Linked DNA regions of Drosophila melanogaster: regions 1 and 2 are each linked to region 3. Evidence: chromatin contacts called from public HiChIP or PLAC-seq data. All regions are on one chromosome and are shown on one strand. Each heading gives the region's core, a stretch centred on a gene start, on an enhancer-like site or on the middle of the called end of the contact. The rest is flanking DNA. Distances are from core to core; before and after follow the strand shown. Region 1 holds the start of crp (cropped). Region 2 holds the start of CG46309. Region 3 holds the start of lace (lace,).

Region 1 (2,700 bases), core at 176-2,675, 790 kb before region 3:
AGGTGAAAATGTCTGGGAAGAAAGCAAAAGGTATAGTTATATAGTAAAGCATAAATGCCAATTGCCATATGTGAATGAGTTTCAAGATTACAACAATTACAACTATTATGTAGACACACTTTTAAGGATTTTCGATACGTGGAATCGCTCCTTATAAGCATTAACAGTGTTATCTACGTTTTATCATGGAAAGTCGAGAATAACGCTGCGATTTGCCAATCATTTCAGTTTCAAAGGTGCCAACGTGATGAGCAATTGAACAATGGGCAATGAGGTAATTACCATCGTTGCTGGCGAGACTGATGCCATCGGAGGGGGCTCCTCCACCACCACCACCACCTCCTCCTCCTCCTCCTCCTCCTGTGGTTCCCACGCCGCCCTCCTCCTCCGCTTCTAGGAACACTTCGTCGCAGAAACTGGTTGTGGAGCGCAGCGAGTGTCGTTTGTGAGCGTTGGCTGCATCACCAGCTCCAGCAACGTCGTTGGTGTCCACATCATACGCTGGCATTTGGCCACAAATGGCATCCGTGGCATCTTGGCTGCTGCGACGTCGGCCTAAATAAAAATCAACAAAAAACCAAATATAATTGGTGTCAACAGAAGAGGAAGAGGGGTGAAGAAGAAACGGGGAAGGGGAGTTGGGTGAAAACAGCAGCGAAATTTCTTTAATTTCTTTAACTCACTGGCGTGCCTCTTGATGTAATTTAACATCTTTACATTCTCCGGCTTTCGGTTGATTCGAGAAGTGCTTCTTGTGCTTCAAAATGCCGATTAACTGGAGATTCGATGAAATAATTTAATGCAGTGCGACGGTAAATATTATGAAAATGGTTTTAGGCGATAGGGTTTTTTTTGCGACCTAATCTTTTTAATTTTTTTTCGCTGGCTGGCCACTCTGTTTGCACAGTTTTGGGTTGAGTCTTTGCTAAAAGGATTCGAAACCAATCTTAACGAACAGCGAATTCAAGCGGCGAAAAGCGAACTCACAGAAACACAGCGAATATTAACGGCGAAAAGCGAATTCATAATACTGGGCGAATTTTCGCTGCGGAAAGAAAATTCATAATACCGGTTGGCTAATAGCGGCGAAAACATAATTCACAATATTCACAAAGAAAATGTAGAAATTGCGCTTATTTCGATGTTTAAATATTGTAATACTTAAATATTTGGAGTTCAGTTTTAGTTTAAAATTAATAAAGTTATGAAATTTTTTGGGACAACGCGGTCTTCAATTTTTGCAAATTTACCCATTCAGATGGCGTATTGGTGGATATAAACATTAAGCAGATAGGTGGCGCCTTAGCAAACGAAAATTCAGTGTTGTGAAGCGCAAAAATACGAAATATCGCAGTGGCATCAATGTAATCGATAGTGCCATCAATGTATTTCCCTATGTGCGATTTTTTCCTTGGCAGCCGTGGTCACTCTGCTGTTTATCGCCGAATTGAACGCACGTAGCGGACCGGACGGATATCGCATCTTCCGATCGGAAAAATCGTACAGTGCAGCCAATTCGCCGTCTACAGAAATCTATTAGCGCGCGTGTGTTGGTGCCAGTGCGGTGGCAAATTAAAACAAAAAACATCTGCGAATTTGAATACGCAAATCTCATGCTCACTAAGAGCGCAAAAGTCATAGAGTGCAGAATAGTGAATTGAAGAACTTTTGGACGCGCTAAGAGTCGCTCTCCATCCCCATCTCTCTCTCTCTCTCTTGTGTGTGCAGTGCTAGTGTGTGCGAGTGTGAGTGAGACGGGCAAACAATTTGCCGCTAAATACAAAAAGCAGCTGAGACCAGCTGACGCATGTGTATGTTCGAAATACAATAAAGTTAACAGGCTATAAATAAATTGCAAATGTTTATGTAGCCGTCAAGCAGCAGCAGTAGCAGCGCAACAACAAAAACCACGTGGCACAGACATTTTGGCCACGATAGTAAGCAAATACACAAACACGATTAAACATGTCCGCCGTACCGGTTGCCATCAAAACGGAGGAAGTTATTCTAGAGCACGCCGAATACAACAGCGCCGAGGAATTGGATGAGGAATTGCAGTAAGTTTGCATCTTAATCGAAATCTCTTTTGTTTCAAATAAAAACAAGGCGAGTCAACAGCTTGGCTTGCATTTTTATCACGCAAATTATTGATTATTTTTACTACTTTGCTAGTGCTCTCCCTTTTCTCCGTCACCGTATCACTCGCGCTCTCTCTAATTCTCTCGTTTGCTTTTTGCCGCCGTTTTGCCGACAAAACAAATACGGCACAAAAACACCACCACCATTAAGACCCATCTCTCACTCACACACATGCAAGCTAGCGTGTGTCGCATTCCATTCCATTTCCATGCCGTTTTCTTGTTGCTGGAATAAATGTGCTCCTTTTTTGTCTCGTCGTTCGTGTCTGTGCCCCCTTCTCAACATCCTCTCTTTTTTTCCGCCGCTCTCGTCCAGCGTTTGTGTTGTTGCTGTTTTTACGCTCTGCCTTTCGGCGTCCATATTGTAAAACGGCTGTTTTGTCAATTTGTCAGCAGTGTCGGCAGACGGGCAACAGTGATGGCACAAACATGAGTCAAGGGTACAGCTGTTAGAAACGATGATTTTTTATTTGCTTTAACTTTAGAAGTGTAGAGTTCAGTAGAAGCCACAATATTAAAAATACATTTTTGGTTTTTCTATACTATTATGGAGGTGTATTTT
Region 2 (2,778 bases), core at 229-2,728, 750 kb before region 3:
GGGAACTGGAATTGAAGTACTTTGAACCCCGAATCCAAACTCAGACACACCGGCATTCAGTTGTGTTTGCTTTCTTACCTCCAGATTTCATCGGTTCCTTGTTCTTTGTTTCCTTCTTGTCTGGCCCTCGGTCTAAGTCGTCTGCTCCTGTTTCGGGAAAGTCCAATCAACTTTCCGCACAGACAAAACCATCTGCTACCTCGGAGAGAACAAAAAGTATTTTTTGTCAAAGATACAATAGTCTGTTAAGAAGTTTTGTCTAATTGCACGAATATCTTTATGTTGATTTGAATCAAAAGTTTGATTTCATTAAACTCGTCGTTTAAAGACATTATGATGTATTAACTGATTGGAAAATGTATTTGAAAATCTGTGTATGTAGCGAGGAGCATTCAAGTGGAACAAATGTGTACATATGTATGCATGTATGTTTGTATATAGCGAGTAACAATATAGCCGCAATTTGGTATTAGTGTCGTCATGCCATTTGCCTACATCTCGATTATAATCAACTGGTTTAAATGTAAGACTAATTTCATATTAAGTTACACGTTTGTGTGCGCCGTAGCCTTCATTAACTGTGCATAATATAAACCGCATTTAGCTTTGTTTATTGCCCTTAAATAACGACTGACCTTGGCATCCCGTAAAAGTTATAATCTGACTGCAAAACTTTCCTTCGCTGTATTTGAACACTTTCCAAGTCAGGTAGCTAGATGGGGAAAAAAACCTTTATATGCTAAAGATCTTATCAATCATTTATTTATTCCCCGATTTAAAAAGCGTTTCCACACAGTTATTTGAATATCCTACGGATTATATGTCTATAAGCATTTTGGCACTTTAAAATACCAAGCCATTAACGCGAAATAATTTGTATTGGTCATAAATATAAGTGTTTGTTAGGTAATGTCAATATGATTTGCGTTTCTTCGAAAATACAGGTATATTCAAAATTTTAGTAGAGTTTATTTTCGAAACTTATTTCAGAGACGAAGTCGAAAAAAATATTTTAAGATCTATATTTAAAAAGAACAGAATACAAACTAACTTGTTGTCTAGTTTCTAAAATTAAACAATTTAACATTTTAAAATAAATACCCTCGTGATTTTAAATCAGAACTACTTATATTGTCACTACTATACCAGAACGAATAAAATGCTTTAAAATTTAAACATTTTTAGTAAGCACAAAATTCGCCCTTTCATGGTCCATTGAACTCTGCTAATTATGTTCAACAGTAGAAAAGTAAAACTAACCAAGCAAATTGTTTCTATTTTTCCTGCCTCTATTGTTTTTGCACAACAGACTTTTTAAAGCGCTTTAAATATGCACCAGACTGTAGATAATTTTTTTTCGCTCTCTGCGTGAGCGATTGGAGAGATGTGCGTCACGACTCTCTCTTCGTTCTCCCCGGCAATGGAGACTTACTGCCGGACGGAGCGGCCGTTTCCGTGGCGTAAAATGGGCGGCGAAGAGTTGACAATCGCCAGTCGATAGCAAAACATGAGAGAGTGCTCATCACGCAGCAATACGCGTCTACTTATTGTGGTAATCGTAATCGATCAACGTCTCAGAATCGACACTTGTCGATATTTAATCGAGATACTATCTCGCCGTATAACGGGCGATTAACGATAGGTAAATACAATTTATCCGCTGGCAAATCTGAATGTGGAGGACCAATCCTCAGTATATTCGAATTAACTGATAGGAGAGAAAGCTTTACGATCCGCGGATAAAATCGATTAGTGTCTTCCGGCAAACACCTGTCGATATCTAATCGGGAGTCCATATCAACGGGTTACAAGCCGCCCCGTCGTAATCAGCAACTAATCACTGTATTTGCTTAAATGCATAGCGAAATACCTATGTATATATAGATATTTACATATATATTTGCCTGTGTGATTTTTCAATTTCGCCAAGACGCAAAACAAAAAATACATTGCATAAGTCACAAGTAAAAACCGACTGGGAAATATAGCATCAACAAAAAGTGTTGTTGCTTAACGTGTCATGAGGTAAACACACACACACACTGACAAATCTAGAATGTACTGGTATATACTAGGTGCATTCCGAGAAGAAGTGAAAGTTTTCAGTTCTATCAACAAAGTGTTCCTTTTATATGTTTTGTTTTTATTTTTTTGCGCCCGCTTCTTAATTAGTTTCACGCGTTTCAATATCACTAGCTATTCCACAATGGATTCTCCAATACATACCATAATCGAAATGCCTTTAACATAAGGAATTGGCCAATTTTCGAGAGAAATATTCGCCTACTTTAGGCAAAAGTGCAAAAATAAACACAGGTCGCACTGGGGCCATAGAAAATGGAATATTTGCTTAAAGAGTTATCGCGTTTGTGTGGATATACACGTATATATGCGAAATACATATTATACAATCATTGTTCTGTTTCGGTCTTTATATTTGTGAACTCATTTTATACATATGCTTTTCATGATCATCAACGGAATATAAATAATGTAAACGGTCGTGGAAATGAGCAGTCATTATCTTGGATCACTTTTAGGGAATATTTTTAATATTTTTTTTTTCAGACAGCAGGCGACCAATACATTTAAAATCCACTTCAACGATTTTCCTTGCGTATGTTTTCTGGTTCTCGCAGATAAATTTCAGTTGATAAAGGCGGTTTTCTTTTATTTATTCTAAATTGGCTATTTTGGTTGCTAATTAAGTATTGCAAAAGTTGGTAAATCCTAAAAATGTTGAAATTATTTTTGTATGCTTATGGCACCTGTTTCAAA
Region 3 (2,700 bases), core at 150-2,649:
TACCCGCCAACAGTTATTCTTTGGCAGCCCAGACGCAGGGAGAGTCCATGAATTTTAAAACAAAACTCTTATCACCGACAAATCAACGCCCACCCAAAACCGCTGCCTTCGGAGATTGCGGAGCATTGTGATTCACCAGCGAATCGCATTCTGCGAGGCTTTACGTAAAAGACTGGTGGAATGGGCCTGATAAGGCGAGCCGGGCATGGCGTGGCATGACAATATTATGACCAGACCAGCATTGTGCCGCTCTCCCCACACACATTGTGCACCCAAACTACGTACTTATGTGTGTGTTTGCTTTGGGGTCGTACTCCAGTCACTAGGAAAATTTCGAATGAGTGCAGGAGTGCCGAAGAAGAGACAATGGCTAGATTAGAGAGTGCATGTGGTAAAATGGACTAGCGTACCAAACAGTTTAACGCACATCTAAAATAGGTATTATGAAATTTCTGAAATCTAAGTTACTTTAACATGCTGATGTTCTTATCTTAGGGCTTAGTCAATTGTAAGATAGCTATCTCAGAGGAATGTATAGACTACTTAAAATTATAATAATGAAAGTGAAATAATATTGCCCAATACTTTAATTTCCAACACTACAAATTGCCTTTCATGATCACAATTTATGAAATAACTCTCTGATCGTATATGATGATAGGATATTTCCGCAGAGTTCTAATAGTTTCTATCATCCGGAAGTAGCCAAAATACGCCAAATGGTCAGCACTCGCGGCGAAAAGGAAAACACGCGAGGAAAACACTGCAGTGGAGGGAAAACAGCTGTGGCTGCCCGATGACCCAGAAGCGGGAAAAGCGGAGGAAAATCGCCAAAAAGGGCAGCAAAAATTGGGCCGAAATTCTCCAGCTGACGCACGCCTTCACTCTCACTCTCTCTCCCTCTCTCTTATGCGCGCTCCCTCGCTCTCACACAAAATCAATAATTCGCCGGCTGGAAGAGCGAGCGAGAGGGTGAATGGAACCAGCTATGGAACCACATTTTTGGCCAATTTTTATGGCCTTTTAGCTCGTTATTTTCGTTTCGTCCAAGTGTTTAACTCGCGTTTCACCCCGCACACTGAGCGAAAATGCCTGGCTCACCTGGGCGTCGTTTGCGGGCTTCGGCTGGCAGCGTCGCGTGCGAATTTCAGTGTACGCGGGTGCCGAGAACTTCCGGAGAAGTTCCTGTTTTTCCGGGGCACTGAGATCTGCCGCCCCATTGCCATTCGGCACCTTTCCGTTTCCGTTGGTCGTCGCATAGCTCTGCTCGAAAACCGTTCCAGAATCGCCGTCGAAATTGCCCATTATTCCGTTGCCGATTTCCGATTACTCAGCGGACAAAAAATTACGGAGAGATCGATGCGTTTTGCTTAAATAGGTTTCTTTCTAATTGGAATGGTGTGGCCAGTTACTCGGCCAGCTGTTATACTGAAAACTGCGCGCCTTCGGTATTTTAAGGTACTTATCGTATTTTCACATATAATTTAAAAGGCCACATTTTGTGGAATAACGCTTCCGGTTGTGTTCTCTGCTTTTAGTACTGCCAGCTCCTAGCGAATACCTCCACCATGCAAGCAGTTCAAGCCACAGTGCTGTTTAGTATACTTTCTGAGCGCCAGATGTCGCAAAAGAGAAGTAGATTTTTGTATTAATTAGATTTTCAAAGAAATTTATTTAAACTAAAATGGTTTCTATTTTAGTCACATAGGGGTTCAACTTAAATTATTTGACAGCAATTTAATGAAAATATATAAATTTATATATGATACGAGGGTTCAACAATGTATCATTTAAGTGGGAGATAAGCTAAAAAAAATAATGTTTTATATTCCATTACATATTAGAAACCACAAGTTTTCAGACTTAACACGTCAAGCATTTTCCCCTTGAGCATTAAAATCGGTCCAAAACTTACGCAAAGAAAAATTCCGCCTCGCCGGCAATAATAAATTAGATTAAAATGCACAAAGAAAAGGAGGAAAACAGAATTTCAGGCAACAGATATTCAGATAAAAGTGCGTAAAGCGGCAATTGTAGTAAAATTCATGAGCTGCGAAGTGCGTTGACTCTTTGCCGCAAGGAGACACGTCTCGGGCAGTGGATTTCGCCTCATAAATAGATCATCTCCATACCGCAGGCTTTTGTTTTTCTTCACATTTTATTGCGGAAGAATTTCGACTATTTTGTAAATTAATCTGCTGTGGCCGGCCGATGACACTTTTCAAGGATTTTCAGAGCCCATTTCAAAATCAAAACATTGAACTCGCATTTCAGTTTCGTTTTCAGTATGCGCCGCATCCCAACTGTGGGTAAACAACATGAAAACGACGCTAAGGCTTCTAATTGAGTTGGAAGCTTTTGTGGCAGATGTAGCCTCTGCAAAATGCCAACACGTTCCCCGGCAAAAGCTGCACCGATCGCTACATCGATATGCAAATGATTGCCAAATTGTCGTAGCCGGAGATGCCAAAAATTTGAAACCCAATCTGAGTCCAAGTCACCAAAGTGGGTGCTACTGTCAGGGCTGAAGCCCTTTGAGCCGCAGGCCCAGAAAGCGGGTCACGTCGGGTTTTCATCCAGCGATTGCCGATCGACGCCAGCGGCACCCTGAAGGCAAAAGTTTCCGCCGATGCCAGAGGGAAAATCACATACCCTTTTCGAGAAGGTTTCATTTATTTCTCAAAGCACTTAATCAAGGAT

The links. HiChIP or PLAC-seq counts read pairs in DNA pulled down with a chosen protein or histone mark.
Region 1: a contact with region 3 is called in a CP190 HiChIP or PLAC-seq map of the Kc167 cell line, with 10 times the contacts expected there. The contact joins the promoter of crp here to the promoter of lace in region 3. A contact is called at or near these places in 4 of 107 Hi-C or Micro-C datasets (the Kc167 cell line and the S2 cell line) and 2 of 6 datasets of contacts at active chromatin or transcription factors (both in the Kc167 cell line).
Region 2: a contact with region 3 is called in an H3K27ac HiChIP or PLAC-seq map of the Kc167 cell line, with 4 times the contacts expected there. The contact joins the promoter of CG46309 here to the promoter of lace in region 3. A contact is called at or near these places in 4 of 107 Hi-C or Micro-C datasets (the Kc167 cell line, the ML-DmBG3-c2 cell line, the OSC cell line and 1 more) and 2 of 6 datasets of contacts at active chromatin or transcription factors (both in the Kc167 cell line).

What each region holds. Positions count from the first base shown.
Region 1 is chr2L:16,286,455-16,289,154 of dm6, reverse strand. crp (cropped) reads left to right here and starts at 1,425. Exons shown (of 3, transcript NM_001299047.1): 1 at 1,425-2,057. The coding sequence starts at 1,966. It overlaps pkaap, which reads right to left and starts at 865. Exons shown (of 4, transcript NM_135939.3): 1 at 684-865; 2 at 283-555; 3 at 1-12. The coding sequence starts at 711.
Region 2 is chr2L:16,250,488-16,253,265 of dm6, reverse strand. CG46309 reads left to right here and starts at 1,478. Exons shown (of 6, transcript NM_001347787.1): 1 at 1,478-1,642. The coding sequence starts at 1,508. The coding sequence ends at 1,636. The region is part of intron 1 of PRL-1 (PRL-1 phosphatase); the gene reads left to right.
Region 3 is chr2L:15,497,826-15,500,525 of dm6, reverse strand. lace (lace,) reads right to left here and starts at 1,399. Exons shown (of 4, transcript NM_057266.5): 1 at 1,102-1,399. The coding sequence starts at 1,305.